Regions from separate parts of the Mus musculus genome. Here region 2 is linked to region 1. The links are chromatin contacts, called in public Hi-C maps. All regions are on one chromosome and are shown on one strand. The core of a region is the stretch at or near the end of the contact, and the rest is flanking DNA. Distances in the headings are between cores, read along the strand shown.

Evidence for each region. Hi-C and Micro-C count contacts between places; a contact is called where the count stands out from the background.
Region 2: a contact with region 1 is called in a Hi-C map of the N1E-115 cell line, with 4 times the contacts expected there. The contact joins two enhancer-like sites. A contact is called at or near these places in 1 of 15 datasets of contacts at CTCF or cohesin (the NIH/3T3 cell line), 7 of 484 Hi-C or Micro-C datasets (the N1E-115 cell line, embryonic stem cells and neutrophils), 2 of 115 datasets of contacts at active chromatin or transcription factors (microglia and pancreatic cancer cells) and 1 of 9 other capture datasets (embryonic stem cells).

The regions. Positions count from the first base shown.
Region 1 is chr11:118,207,928-118,214,128 of GRCm38.p6, reverse strand. All of the region lies in intron 1 of Cyth1 (cytohesin 1), which reads left to right. Among named protein-coding and RNA genes, the nearest start is that of Cyth1, 38 kb to the left of the region's middle. Within about 2 kb of position 4,403, at least 65 of the 459 cell types and tissues checked have an H3K27ac peak or open chromatin away from gene starts, as enhancers often do. A contact at or near this core is called in the N1E-115 cell line, where this site is marked.
Region 2 is chr11:118,363,642-118,370,192 of GRCm38.p6, reverse strand. No RefSeq gene overlaps it. Among named protein-coding and RNA genes, the nearest start is that of Timp2, 12 kb to the right of the region's middle. Within about 2 kb of position 4,857, at least 102 of the 459 cell types and tissues checked have an H3K27ac peak or open chromatin away from gene starts, as enhancers often do. A contact at or near this core is called in the N1E-115 cell line, where this site is marked.

The DNA.
Region 1 (6,201 bases), core at 3,154-5,653:
AGACAACGGAAGAACAGAGAGCAGGAGATTGAAATAGAGCTTGAAAGAAGCAATACAAATAGCCACAGATGCACTGGGCATGCGTTAGGCCTGTATGTAATTCTAGCACTTCACAAAGCTTAGGTAAGGGCATCGTGAGTTCAAGGCTAGTCTGGCCTATAAGGCAAGGCTCTGTCTCAAGCAACCAAAAAAACAAAAAAACCACAAAGCCTGGCAACAAAAATGACCAAAGTATTTAAAATGCTCGGTACCATTCGATCATTGGGGATGTTGATCATAGGGGATGATGCCAGAAGAAAGCCCTGAGGACACAGGTACGTAGTGTGGCATTACTGCAGATACTGTGGCGGCTCCTTAAAGACCAAGGCAGCCTTGTATATCAAGCACTTTACCTGGGAAACTATCTGGATGGCCTGGTTTATTATTACTTACTTAGGTTTTTCAAGGCAAGATTTCTCTGTGTGGCCCTGGCTGTTCTGGAACTTCCTCATAGCACAGGCTGGCCTTGAACTCAGAGATCTAACTGCCTCTATTTTCCAAGTGCTGGCATGCACCATCACACCTGGCTTCCTGATTTTTTATTATTACTGTTAGTACTATTATTTACATGTATGTATTTATTGTGCTGAGGTGAGGGGTTTGTGCATGGGAGTGTGGTGGAAGACACTTGTGGAAGTAGGGTTGTCTCCTTCCACCTTCACATGCATTCTTGGGGGTCAAACTCTACCACTGAACCATCTTGCCAACCCTACAGTTTATGATGAGAAGACTTGGCAGTTTTCCATACACATTGAAGGACAAGGAAATACATCACTCCCCTAATTTTGGAGCTAAACATTGTGTATATGGAATTATCGGGTAGACCCTCATAAGCGTGCAGTTATGTATGTGTTAAAAGTACAGAAGTCCCAAAGGGGTTGAAACCGACCTCGTGTGGACTGGGAGAGTGGTCATTGCTTTCTCATCCACGGCCTTGTGCTTGTAGCTGGGGCTGGATAGCGCACTGTGGTGGCCACTGTCTTGTCGTTGTCTGCGGATGGTGATGTGCAGCTTTCTAGCTGGGAGATGACCTGGGAAGACTGAGGAAGTGAGGCAGAAAGAAGCAGCTGCTGCATCCTTGCTTGGGTGAGGGAAAACGGGGTGGGCCCACCGCTGAGCTGGCGAGATGACTCAGTGCTGTTTAACATGCTAGAAGGTGCCTGAGCTTGACCTGGGAACTGGGTGGTGACAGAGGCTGCAGTGGGCTAATTGGTCCCTGTGCCACTAGCCCTTCCTCTGGTAGTCCAGAAGCAGTTCTGAGCTGTCCTAGTGGCTGGACTGTTTCCCCGTAGGTGTTTCCAGCTCCACCCAACCACAGCCCAGGAAACTGCTCTGGGTACTGTGCTGAGTGAGTTACCAGTTCTCCTTCGTGGCCAAGCCCTGCCAGCCTGTCCTGTCCTGAGAAGTCAAACAATGGTTCTTAAAGAAGAAGGGGAGGATGGTGAGTCCCAGCCCCAGATTGGACCCAGGTGCCCGAGGTGGCTGGGGTGGAATTCTGGGGATCTCTTTGGACCCGGGCACAGTCGGAGTATAGTTTTTATCCTGTTCCTTTCAGAAGATCTTTGAGCTGCAGTGTGCTGAGTAAATAAGATTCTAGGGTGTGTGTGTGTGTGTGTGTGTGTGTGTGTGTGTGTGTGTGTGTGTGTGTGAAGGCAAGAGAGTGAATAAATACAAGATTCTAACGATAATCACCCAGGCTTCTCCCAACCTCGGCTTTCCCTTGAGCTCTGTGTGAAACAGTAGATGTTCTTGGTAGCATGCAGCCTTCTGCTTGTTGACTATCTGAGGAGCAGATGGGCCACAGCTCTCAGAACTGTGTACCACAGTGAAGCTGGGCTGGGAAATAAAGACACCCACTGGGTTATGCAGACTAGGTTCGGCATCAACAGTTCTTGCTTTTCTTAAATGAAGTGTAGGCAAAGTAGAGGCTTCCTCTTTCTCGGCTGGGTGAAGACGAAGTCTCCTGGCCTCTGTTGCACTTCCCTCAACTGCCCTCCCACAGGTCGGGGAACAGTGGAGCTGTGATCAGGAGACTCTGGGCAGTCTCCTGCTGTGCCTGGCTTGGCTGCACTGCAGTGTTTCAGCCCTGAGGCAACAAAGGGCAAGTGTCTGTCCAGCTGCAGCCAGTGTGGGTACAAGAGTAAACCTAGGAGATGAGGCCATGCGTCAGAGGACATCTGGCTGTCCCTTTCACTTCCCTCTCCTGGCTTACTGAGCACACACTTGGCTAGAGAGCTCACCCTGGGCAAATCCCCTGAGTGAGAAGGCTGTGCCATCTGTGTTGTAGTACCTTTGCCTTCAAAGAGGGGAATGATAATAGAGGCTGCCACTATGCTGGGGTGAGCTGCCTATTGGGAGCTTTTGTTTCTGAAGGACGAGTCCACATTAGCTCAGGTATTGAGCTCCAAGGGGAACAGTTTTGAGTACAGAGGAGGACACAGAATAAAATGTTAGACTAATCAGAGTGAGACTGCATGGCCAGGCCAGTAGTGCCACATCTTCATGGTTACTGGCTGCTAGTTCCCCATCCAGCTACACACCCAGGTAGGAAGTGTGGTATAGGAGTCATTTGCCCAGAGTGTGGGTACATACCTAAATCCAGGGCTGGGGTGATAGGCCCGGGGTAGGGCCTTCAGTCAGAGCTTTAGGGCTTGAGGGATCAGCTCAGCTCTGCTTTGAATGAACAACACTGAAGGCCACTGCCTCAATTCCCAGCCCCTCCTAGTGCTTCCTACTTGTGACAAGGGAAGGAGCCTTTCGGCCACTGCTAACAAAGATTCTTAAGATGTAGCCACAGAGCAGGGTGGCATTGAGGGTGGTGTAAGGGGAAGGAAAGGAACAGGTGGAGTTTCCTGTGCATAGTCCCAGAGGTCTCCAAGGAGGGCAGTGGGTGCTTCTCATGAAGCCACCTCCCCCAGAATCGCTGTCCCAAGCTGTGCCTGCTCAGTGACGAGGACTTTGGTCAGATGTTCAGAAGGCAGGGCCTTCCGGTACACACGTCAGCCTTGCCCCTTTCACCTTCTTTTAAAACATTGTCTGTCTGTGTGCATGAATGTTTTGCCTGCATGTATGTACATGCACCACATGTGTGCCTGGTATCCTGGGATGACAGAAGAGGGTATTGGATCCCCTAGAGCTGGAATTATAAATGGTCATGAGTCACCATGAGTGCTGGGGGTCAAACTAAGTCCTCTGCTAGAGCAGCAAGTGTCTAAACTGCTGAGCTATCTCCAGCCCTTTACCTCCTTTCTTGCCTGTATCAATCCGTTGCTCTCCAGCACTGCTTGTTTATTTGCCTATGTGAGAATTACTAATATAATTAACTGGGCACTGTTTTCTTAAGTGCCATAGGCTTGCTTCTAGATTAGCTATTTGAGCTGATCTGTTTATATGTAGTCCCATTAATTTGCCACTGAGCCTTCCCTTTAGGATGGAATCAAGACTCCTTAATGTGAGCCCATATTCCTCCCCTCCACGGGATGCAGTAAGGGCGCTCCCTGGGGCTCTCTGGTCTCACTGTGCCCCAGGCCTTGACTTTTGGTGAGCCCACCATCCTTAAGGCTTTTTACCTCATTGGGAGTCATTGCCCTGCCTCTCCATTTGGGAGTTGTCATTAAGTCCTGGATCCAGCTGGCCCCTCTGCAGCATCTCAGCATGTCCTTGGCATGCACAGATGCTGTGCCAGGTTGCTGCTGCCACAGGCTTGCCCGCCTCTCCCCTCTGGCAAGGCTGGGTCTGGAGCTATTTAAGTCCCAGCTCCAAGCACAGGCTGCGCCTGTGGCAGATGCTCAGCAAATGCTCAGATAAGTGAATCTGTAGGCTTCAATAGGAGAGTAAACTGCTAAGGACCGGTCAGGGACCAGGAGTGTGAACCTGGCTGTGGGCGTTGGACCTGTGCCTCATTCATGAACTCTGAGGAGCAGTTTACCAGCAGGGAGCAGTTCAGTCCTGAGCTGTCAAGTTTTTTTTTTTTTTTTTTTAAGTTTCAAAAATATCTGAAGCTATAAAAGGTACTCCAAGGGTATATAAAATCGTATTTATAGGAAAGCACACCAAGTAGAGTTGCATATAGCATCTCCCCAGTGGAACACTAGGCTAAACAGTTCACCTTAATGTTAACGTGGCCTCTGTCCTGGCCCTGCTCAGTTGCTTGCTGCATCTCCGGTGACCTGTTTCCTGGCTTTGGACAAGCAACTTGCTATGTGTTATAAGGAAGACTTCAGGTGCTGGTGCTGTGGACAAATACCTCAGATACTTCTCAGAGTGGCATGTGCGTCCATCTGATGGAACATGTTTGACTTTGTACAAAGCACGCATCAAAGCGTGAAGCTCATGCCAACCATCTACAGTGGCAGTGTTGAAGGGCTTTGCTGTGGTTTGAGCTTCACAGACCTCCCTGCTGAGCACAGCAGGGTCGACAGCACACAGCAGCCATGCACATTTTTCTTCTTAGTGAAGACACCAGTAGAAGCAAGGCCTCCGACCCTGTCTCTGAAGACAGTCAGCCTGGCCCACTGCCTGAGGCTGTCTGCCACCTGCCACCCTTCTTTGGGTGGGGTATGAAAGCCAGGCTAGCTGCAGATGCCCAGGACCCACAGGCCAGTTAGAAAGGAGACTTGGGAGGCAGAGAGTGGAATTAGATTCTAAGAGTCCAGAATTGTGGGAAGAAAGGCAGGCTTGGGTCTGGGGTATCAGGAGCCCTGTTAGCTTGCAGAGTGGTCAGCAAGGACGAAGCTGAAAACTGCAGACGAGTGATCAGGGTAGCTTGGAGGCAGTATGTATGCTCCAGTGTTCAGCCAATGTTCACATGGTTCACAAAACTTGCTGAAATGGGGAGGGAGGCTGCGTACAATTTGCTGTTGGCTACATCAGAAAAGGAGAGTTAGACCTGGAGATATCTGGGCATTTCCACCTTTCATTTTCCCTCTGGACCATGCCAATCTTCCAAAGGCACCTTTACTGAACACAGTGTTCTGGTGTCTGCTCTCCCATCTGTTTCCGGCTCAGCTCTGCTTTCCTCTTAGAATGACTCTAGTGAATGTTGCTTCTGCCCGACTGCCGGGGTCTGCAGCCTCCAGGAGTTTGTGTGATTCCAGCACAGAGCCAGGAATCAGTAGCAGCTTTACAGTCAGTTGTCTGGATCCAGGAAGAGCCTTTGCAGCTACCCAGCCAATCCCTGCTCAGCTCTACAACAGCCATTGCCACGCCCCTAGCCCTAAGAGCGGGTCTCTAATCATTGAGCACCTCACAGCCTAAGTTAACCTAAGCTGGCCTGCTGCTGCTGCTGCTGCTGCGACCCTCTCCTGGCCGTGGAGGTGGTTATCAGCTACCTCTTTGTTTCTCTGCCTATGTATGGCAGGGAGTTATGGGGGCAGGAAATCAAGTCCTGCTACCCTGCAGGTGGGCTGGTGTGGAATGACCCACCCAGCACATTCCTTCCTTTCCTGGGAAAACAAGGAAGTCATATTTTGCCTTAGCCCTGTTTTCTTCACACTTTACAGAGGACTCATGGAAGCTCAACTTACAACCTCAGAGAGAGCTGTAAGTTTCTCTCCAGAGTCAGTGGCTGCTCTGACCCCCTTCTTCTTGGTGCTTGAGCCTGTTTCTCTTTCTTCCTCTGAATCAGGATTCTAAGCAGTGTGTCCATATGAAAAGCCACCGGTGCCACCACAGCAGTGTCACCAAGCAGGAGTTTCCCTAATCATGAACAGTGCTCAAGAATGTCTCTAACACAGAAGAAGGGCTCAGACTCTGGGCAAACGAGCTGGTGGCGTTTCTGCATTTTTTCCTGAGAAACCCCAGCAGGGAAGATTGCATTTCCTGTGGATCCAACTTATAGAGCAGTAGGAAGGGAGGAGTTGTAGCATGCCCCTTCCCCATGAGCCCCTTTAAATGGTGGCTGCTGATGGTGGGAGCCTCACATGTGTACACCAAGCACACACAGTGCATAAGGAGGAATGTGACAGCGCTGCCTGGTGCCATCGTGTCTCCCTGCTGGCCTCTACAGAGCACCTCACTCTCTAGTCACCATGTTCAGTACCAAAAGACTTTCAATTTTTACAATTTTGATGCTGTAGCCATTGGGAGAATTTTTACACACAAATTAAGAATCCAAATTTTCTTCAAGAAGCAGACTCAGATTTTCTGATGGAAAGACCTGTG
Region 2 (6,551 bases), core at 3,608-6,107, 160 kb before region 1:
CCAAGTGTGAGAAGTGGGGGGGGGGGCGCGGTGGGGGGGTTGGGGGGGAGGGAGTGGGGGGGGGTGCTGTCCTGTATGTTTGTTTGAGGCTGGATGTCATGTAGCCCAGGCTGGCTATGTAACTTAGGATGCCCATGGACTCCTGATTCTCCTGCCCCGACCTCCCAAGCGCTAGAATAATCACCATGAGACACCACAGGACTGAGACACAGCTCTTAGCTCATCCTGGTACCTGCCTCCCCAGTGATTCAGTCAGAGACTAGTCCCCAAGCCCACAGCACAGCACGGGAGGCCGGAGGAGTGTGTGCGGCAGTGAAGGCTCCTGTGGTTTCTTGTCCCAGGGGAGCCGGCAGCAGTGGTGTTGGTTGGAAAGCCTGTCCTGTTTCACTCCCTCTTGGTTAGGACACCGAGGACGTTCTGGGTTTGAGGAACCTGCTTAGGAATGAGAAGGAAGGACAAGAGCTGGATACAAATGCTCAGGTGCCAGGAAGAGGGCAGGGCTGAGAGAGGGACACTCTGGTCTTCCTAGGTAGGGTTCACGACGATACAGGTGGCTTCCCTGAGAGGCACTGCATTGGACCTTTGTCTTTTCCCACATCCTGTTCATGGCTTCTGTGTTGTCCTCCTCCACCCTACCTCAACCCCTGACCAGTGCTGGAGCTGCTCTTGCCATTCTCTGACTGCATAGAGCTGAGAGAAGTGGGCGTCCACCCTGTACGCTAGCTCTGTGTGTCCCCTGACACCACCTCCCTTCCCCACCAGCCTCTCTGCCCATCAGCCCGCCCAGCCTGCTGGTCCACCAGTGTCCATCAACCTGCCCAGCCTGCCCGTCCACCAATCAGCCTGTCCATCCACCAGTGCTTTGCTCCTCCCTGGTTTAGGCAAGCTGTCTGCCATCTTCCAGACTCAGCTTCTAGTCTCTGGCTTTGAAACAACTCAGCTTTCAAGGTCCAATTTACACTTCTTTCCTCCTTATTTGCCTTGAACTTGTTATCTAGCTAAGGATGACTTCACGCTTCCGATCCTCCTGCCTCCTTCTCCTCCTAAGGGCTGGGGTAACAGACTGTACCACCATGCCCTGTTTATGTAGTGCTGGGGACGGATTCCAGGACTGTGCACACATTAAGTGAACGCTCTGCTGAGTGACATCCTCAGACATGATTTCCTCTCCCCTCCCCCTCTTTCTCCTCCTCCCCTCCCCCTCTTTCTCCCCCTCCCCCTCCCCCTCCCCCTCCCCCTCCTCCTCCTCCTCCTCCTCCTCCTCCTCCTTCTTCTTCTCCTTTTTCTAGGTTTTTGAGACAGGGTTTCTCTGTGTAGCCCTGGCTATCCTGGAACTCGCTATGTAGACCTGGTTAGCCTCAAACTCAGAGATCTGCCTGCCTCTGCCTCCTGCATGTCAGAATTAAAGGCATGTGCCACCACATTGCCTGGCTAAACTCTTCTTTTTTAATAGTGATACTGAGATATGATTCACATATGCATAGCAAATCTATTTAAAGTATATAATCCTGTGGGGAGGTTGATGTTGTTGGGAGGCTTAAAATATCTAGTTTTATGTATATTCCTGTTTTGCCTTCCTGTATGTATGTATGTAATATACACCACATGTATGCAGTGCCCCCAAAGGCCACAAGAGGTCGCTGGATTCCCTATTTTTACAGACTGTTGCAAGGCACCATGTGGGATCTGCTAACAGAACCATAGTCCTTTGTACAAGCACCACTGCTCTTGACCACCGAGCCGTCTCTCCAGCCCCTAGTTCTGGAATGTACACATCCACCAAGTCTTGCACTGCCTATCAACTTGAGAATATTTTTGTCATTTTTACAGAAACTATCTACTCTTTAGCTCTCAACCCTGTGTCCCATCCCTTCCACCCCAGCTCTCCACAGCCAGTGTCTCAGGAGTGGACTTCAGTGAGTCTTTCTTGTGTGGATTCCTCCACCCAGCATCGTGTTCTTTTCTTCTATGTGTGTGTAGTATTGGGGGTGGAGCCCAGAGTTTTGCTAAGTAAGCCAAACTGGCCTCAACGCCACAATCCTCCTGTCTCAACCTCCCGAGTACTGGGGATATGCGTGTTAGCCATCACATCTGCCTTGGCCTAGTATTTTTGAAATTCATTCATGGAACACACATAAGAACTTCACTCTCACGGCTCCATAACAATCTCTTGAATGGATACACTCATCTGTCCACTATTTGATAATGTACTGGCTGGTTTTGTGTCAACTTGACACAAGCTGGAGTTATCAGAGAAAGGAGCCTCCCTTGAGAAATGCCTCCATGAGATCCAGCTGTAAGGCATTTTCTCAATTAATGATCAAGGTGGGAGGGCTTAGCCCACTGTGGGTGGAGCCATCCCTGGGCTGGTGGTCCTGGGTTCTATAAGAAAGCAGGCCGAGCAAGCCAGGGGAAGCAAGCCAGTAAGAAACATCCCTCCATGGCCTCTGCATCAGCTCCTGCTTCCTGACCTGCTTGAATTCTAGCCCTGACTTCCTTTGGTGATGAACAGCAGTATGAAAGTGTAAGCCGAATAAACCCTTTCCTCCCCAACTTGTTTCTTGGTCATGATGTTTGTACAAGAATAGAAACCCCGACTAAGGCAGATGGACAGTTTTTAAAGATTTATTTATTTTTATTTTTATTTTTACATGTATAGGTGTTTTGCATACATGTGTGTTTGTTTACCATGTACATACAGTATCAGAAGAGGGTGGATTCCCTGGAACTGGATTTTTGCGAGTCACTATGTGGTGCTGGGGACATGTGCTGTTGTTAATTAACCTACTTTGATCTCCCCAGCAGCGGCAGTGTGAGTTCCTCGATAACGCCCCAATATTGTGGATTCTCAGATAAAAGACACACATGCAGCTTATATTTAATATGCCTTAATCAGCTCAAGGGCTGGGCACTCCCAAACTTCCACGTTGCTGACACCTCCCCGCCGATACTCCTGAGTTATTACTTATTAAAGATATTTCATCTTTGCTACCCTAGACACCCAGCTGGGGGGAGGGGGCTGAAGCTGTTCTTGCCCGGCTCTTACATGATTGTAAGCTTTCTCTTCTGCCACTTTCAAGCCTGGATCTTATCCCTTTCCTGCCATAGCAATCCCTTTCTCTTCTTCCTTTGCTTTTTGCCTAGGAATCCTAAAAGTCCCGCCTCTGTTTCGCTGCCCAACCATTGGCCTCCAGCAACTTAATATTTACCAATCAAAGCCAACTGATGCTGTGGACCCTCAGTGTCTTAAGTGCAGACGTGCGAATTCCTGTAATTTTGGGAACCCAATTAACAATACAAGCAATAAACCAAATCACAACAGAGAACTGAGTTCAGGTCTTCTGCAAGAGCAGCCAGTGCTCTTACCCGCTGACTCATCTCCCCAGCTGAGGTGTACTTTGTGGCTGTCTGTTTTCTGTTTGGGGCTTTTTCAGACAAAGTATCACTACGTAGCCTTCCCTAGACTCAGACTCAAAGAGATCCACTTGCCTCTGCTTTCTGACTGCTGGCTGGGTTTAATGGTATGGTCCTGACGGACATTTTTGATGGGGAAATTTGGGGCTGTGGTGACTCCAACCATTCACGTTTCCACATCTCGGGACAGTGCTCACAGTGGCGACTGCTTTATGTCACTGCCCTTCAGAACAGCAGACAGAGCTCTTGCCGCCCTGGGTCCAGAGGAGAGAGAGGATGGTTATGAAAGCCGGACTGTCTCAGCCATAGATCTGTTGTGTTTCTCCCTCTGCAAACCAGGCCAAGGGTCACAGTTGCATCCTTGAGTCTGTGAGTCAAGTCCCCCTTCCCCTCCTGCTCTTGTTTTCCTTCTCAGATCACAGAGAATCTGAAAGCAGTCCTTTCCCTGGCAGCCAGCATCATGAGAGCAGCAGCCAAGACACACCTTCCAGATGACCCTCCAGCCTGGAGCAGCCAGGACACACCTTCCAGATAACCCTCCAGCCCAGAGCAGCTGCCTGCTCGTGGTTTAGATTTCCCTCTCTACCAGGGCCGGAGAGATCAGAGGCCTTGGGAATGGGGCTGCACACAACCTTCTGGGAACACACCTCTCTCAAATTTCAGGAACAGGGTCAGAAAGTATGGAGCTTCCTCCAGGGCTGAGCTTTGAGAGCATCTTCCATTCTGAAAGAGTCCAAGGGGGCTATTGTTTCCTAGACCGGCTATCGGGCTATCGTGGCTCAAGTGTTTTCCTTCCCACCCAGGGGCCTCCTGAGGGGACATTCTGATCTCTCTAGAATGCTGCTCTTTCCGACCAGTGCAGACCCACTCAGGTGGAGAACAGGCCTTGGAGAAGAAAGAATTGCAAGGAAGGATTTGAACTAAGAGTGTTGGTGGAGTTGGAGGGACAGTGGTACCAGGTCATGGACTTGCCTGGAAAGCACACGAGGACAAGGCAGGTGGGGCAGAGCCATGCTGGGAAGTGGGAGGAGCCACACCAGGTAGTGGGAGGAGCCATGCTAGGTAGGCCATGAGGGGAGTGCACACACACACACACACACACACACACACACACACACACATTTTTTTTTCCAAAGGGAACTATGATATCTGGTATTTACTACAAAAGAACTTCCAATGGATAGACAACAGGGCAACCAGACTGGCTAATGTGATACTTGGCAGCCATTATCTTAGAAATGAACCCTCGGTGTCTCCTACGGTCTGGTCATGGGTGAGCCAAGGTCAGTGGCTCAAGTGATGACAGTGAGCCGGGCTTCACCACTGCCTGCTGCCAGCTGAACCCCCACCCAGGTTCAGGTTCAACAGGAACCCTCAGCTCTGAGTAATGAATACGCCTGCCTCTCCGAGGGAACATGTGTTTCCAATCTTTCTGCTCAGCAGTGAGTCACCACCAACAGCTGCTGCAGGCTCCCCGCACCAAAGCTCATCTCAGACCCTGCTGACCGCTGGCTCCACCCCACTCCCCTCCTCACAGCCAGCCTGGCTCCTGGGCCCTGGCCTTACACATCCAGCACACTGGCTCTCCAAGTGTGCCTACCCAGCTATCTGGAGGACTCTGCCTCCAACCCCTGAACCATTATTTCTCCCAGGCAGCAGCCTTCACCCCTCACTTGGGCCCCTACAAGGCTCTAGGCAACACCATTGGATGGAGCCTGTTATACTCTGTATTTCCTGTGTGTGTGTAGGCCAGAGGTCAACATTGGGATGTCTTTTTCAAGACTCTCCCCCTTATTTTTTTGAGGCAGAGTCTCTCGCTGAACCTGGAGCTATTGGTTCGGGTAGACTGGCTGGCCACACAACCCCAGAGATAAAGCCTGACTCTGCCTCCCCAGTACAAGGCTTGCAGGCACAGCCACCACGCTCTGCTCTTACATAGGATCAAATTCACTTTACCTACTGAGCCATCTTCAAAGCCCATGCCTTTTATTTCCTACTGAGCGGTGGTCTGTGCCACACAAGAGGACAGAGATCCTGCTTATCTGTAGCCCCAGCTTCAGAACAGCCTTGGCACATGGCTTGTGTGCCCAAGAAATACTTTTGAGCAAATGAACTACAACCTTAAGAGACATTCACCCAGAGGCTGGCCTGGTGGTACATACTTGTAACCCCAGTGCTCTGGAGGCAGCTGGATCTCTGTGAGTTCATGGCCAGTCTGGTTTGCAAAGTCAGTTCCAAGCCAGCCAGGGACCCTGTCTCAACAAAACAAAGTAAAAGAAATATTCAGTGGATTGGGAGGATAGACCTGTGAACAAGTCAGCTGTGAGACAAGCCACAGCAGTCTAAAATAAGGCCACTGTGGTAGGTCACTGGGCACAGTCCTTTTTTATCCCTCATCAAGCCACTCTCTGTCACCATGCCATCCCAGGTCTGGGACTGGGACAGTCTCTATCGTGTTCAGATGGCCAGGATTTTAGGTGGAAGAGTGTGAGGGCTGAGCGGGCTCCACGGGGAAGAGATATTTAATGGGGCCACCAAGAATGACTAGAGGGACATGTCCCAGACATTCCCTGCTTTCCCACAGCACCAAAATTATAGCACAAATGACCAGGTGCTAAGGCAGAGCCCACAGCATCCTCCTGCCTCTGCAGGGACCCCAGCAGGGATTCTGTGCTGGAAGCCGTGGTCACCCTGAGTTTCCCTGACTTTACCTGTGAGCACAGTGGCACAGCTCTGCAGCCAGGAGAAGCAGAGAAGGGGGCTGAGGAGGCAGGATGACTAGCTTTCACCTGTGTTCCCGGGTCACAGGACACCAGGACAGAACCAGATGACAGGGTCTGTCACAGGGCGCATTTCTACCCAGGAAGCTCCAGGCACAAATGGATACCACTGTCCTGAGTGGTTCCTCTTGCCTTTGATGCCGAACAGCCCTTTATAGCTGAGGGAGAGCTGAGCAGGCTGTAGCAAAGCAGAGAGATGCTGGATCTGCACTTCAGACAGCAGAGGAGATGCAGGACACCATGCCTCCCTTCCCAGGAAACCTCGCTCCCCCTCTTCTTCCTCATCGCTTTGCTAGGATGAGACCCACCCCAAGCCTGGTCCTTCTGCCCCTGGAGAGAATAGGGCTGACTTTGCAT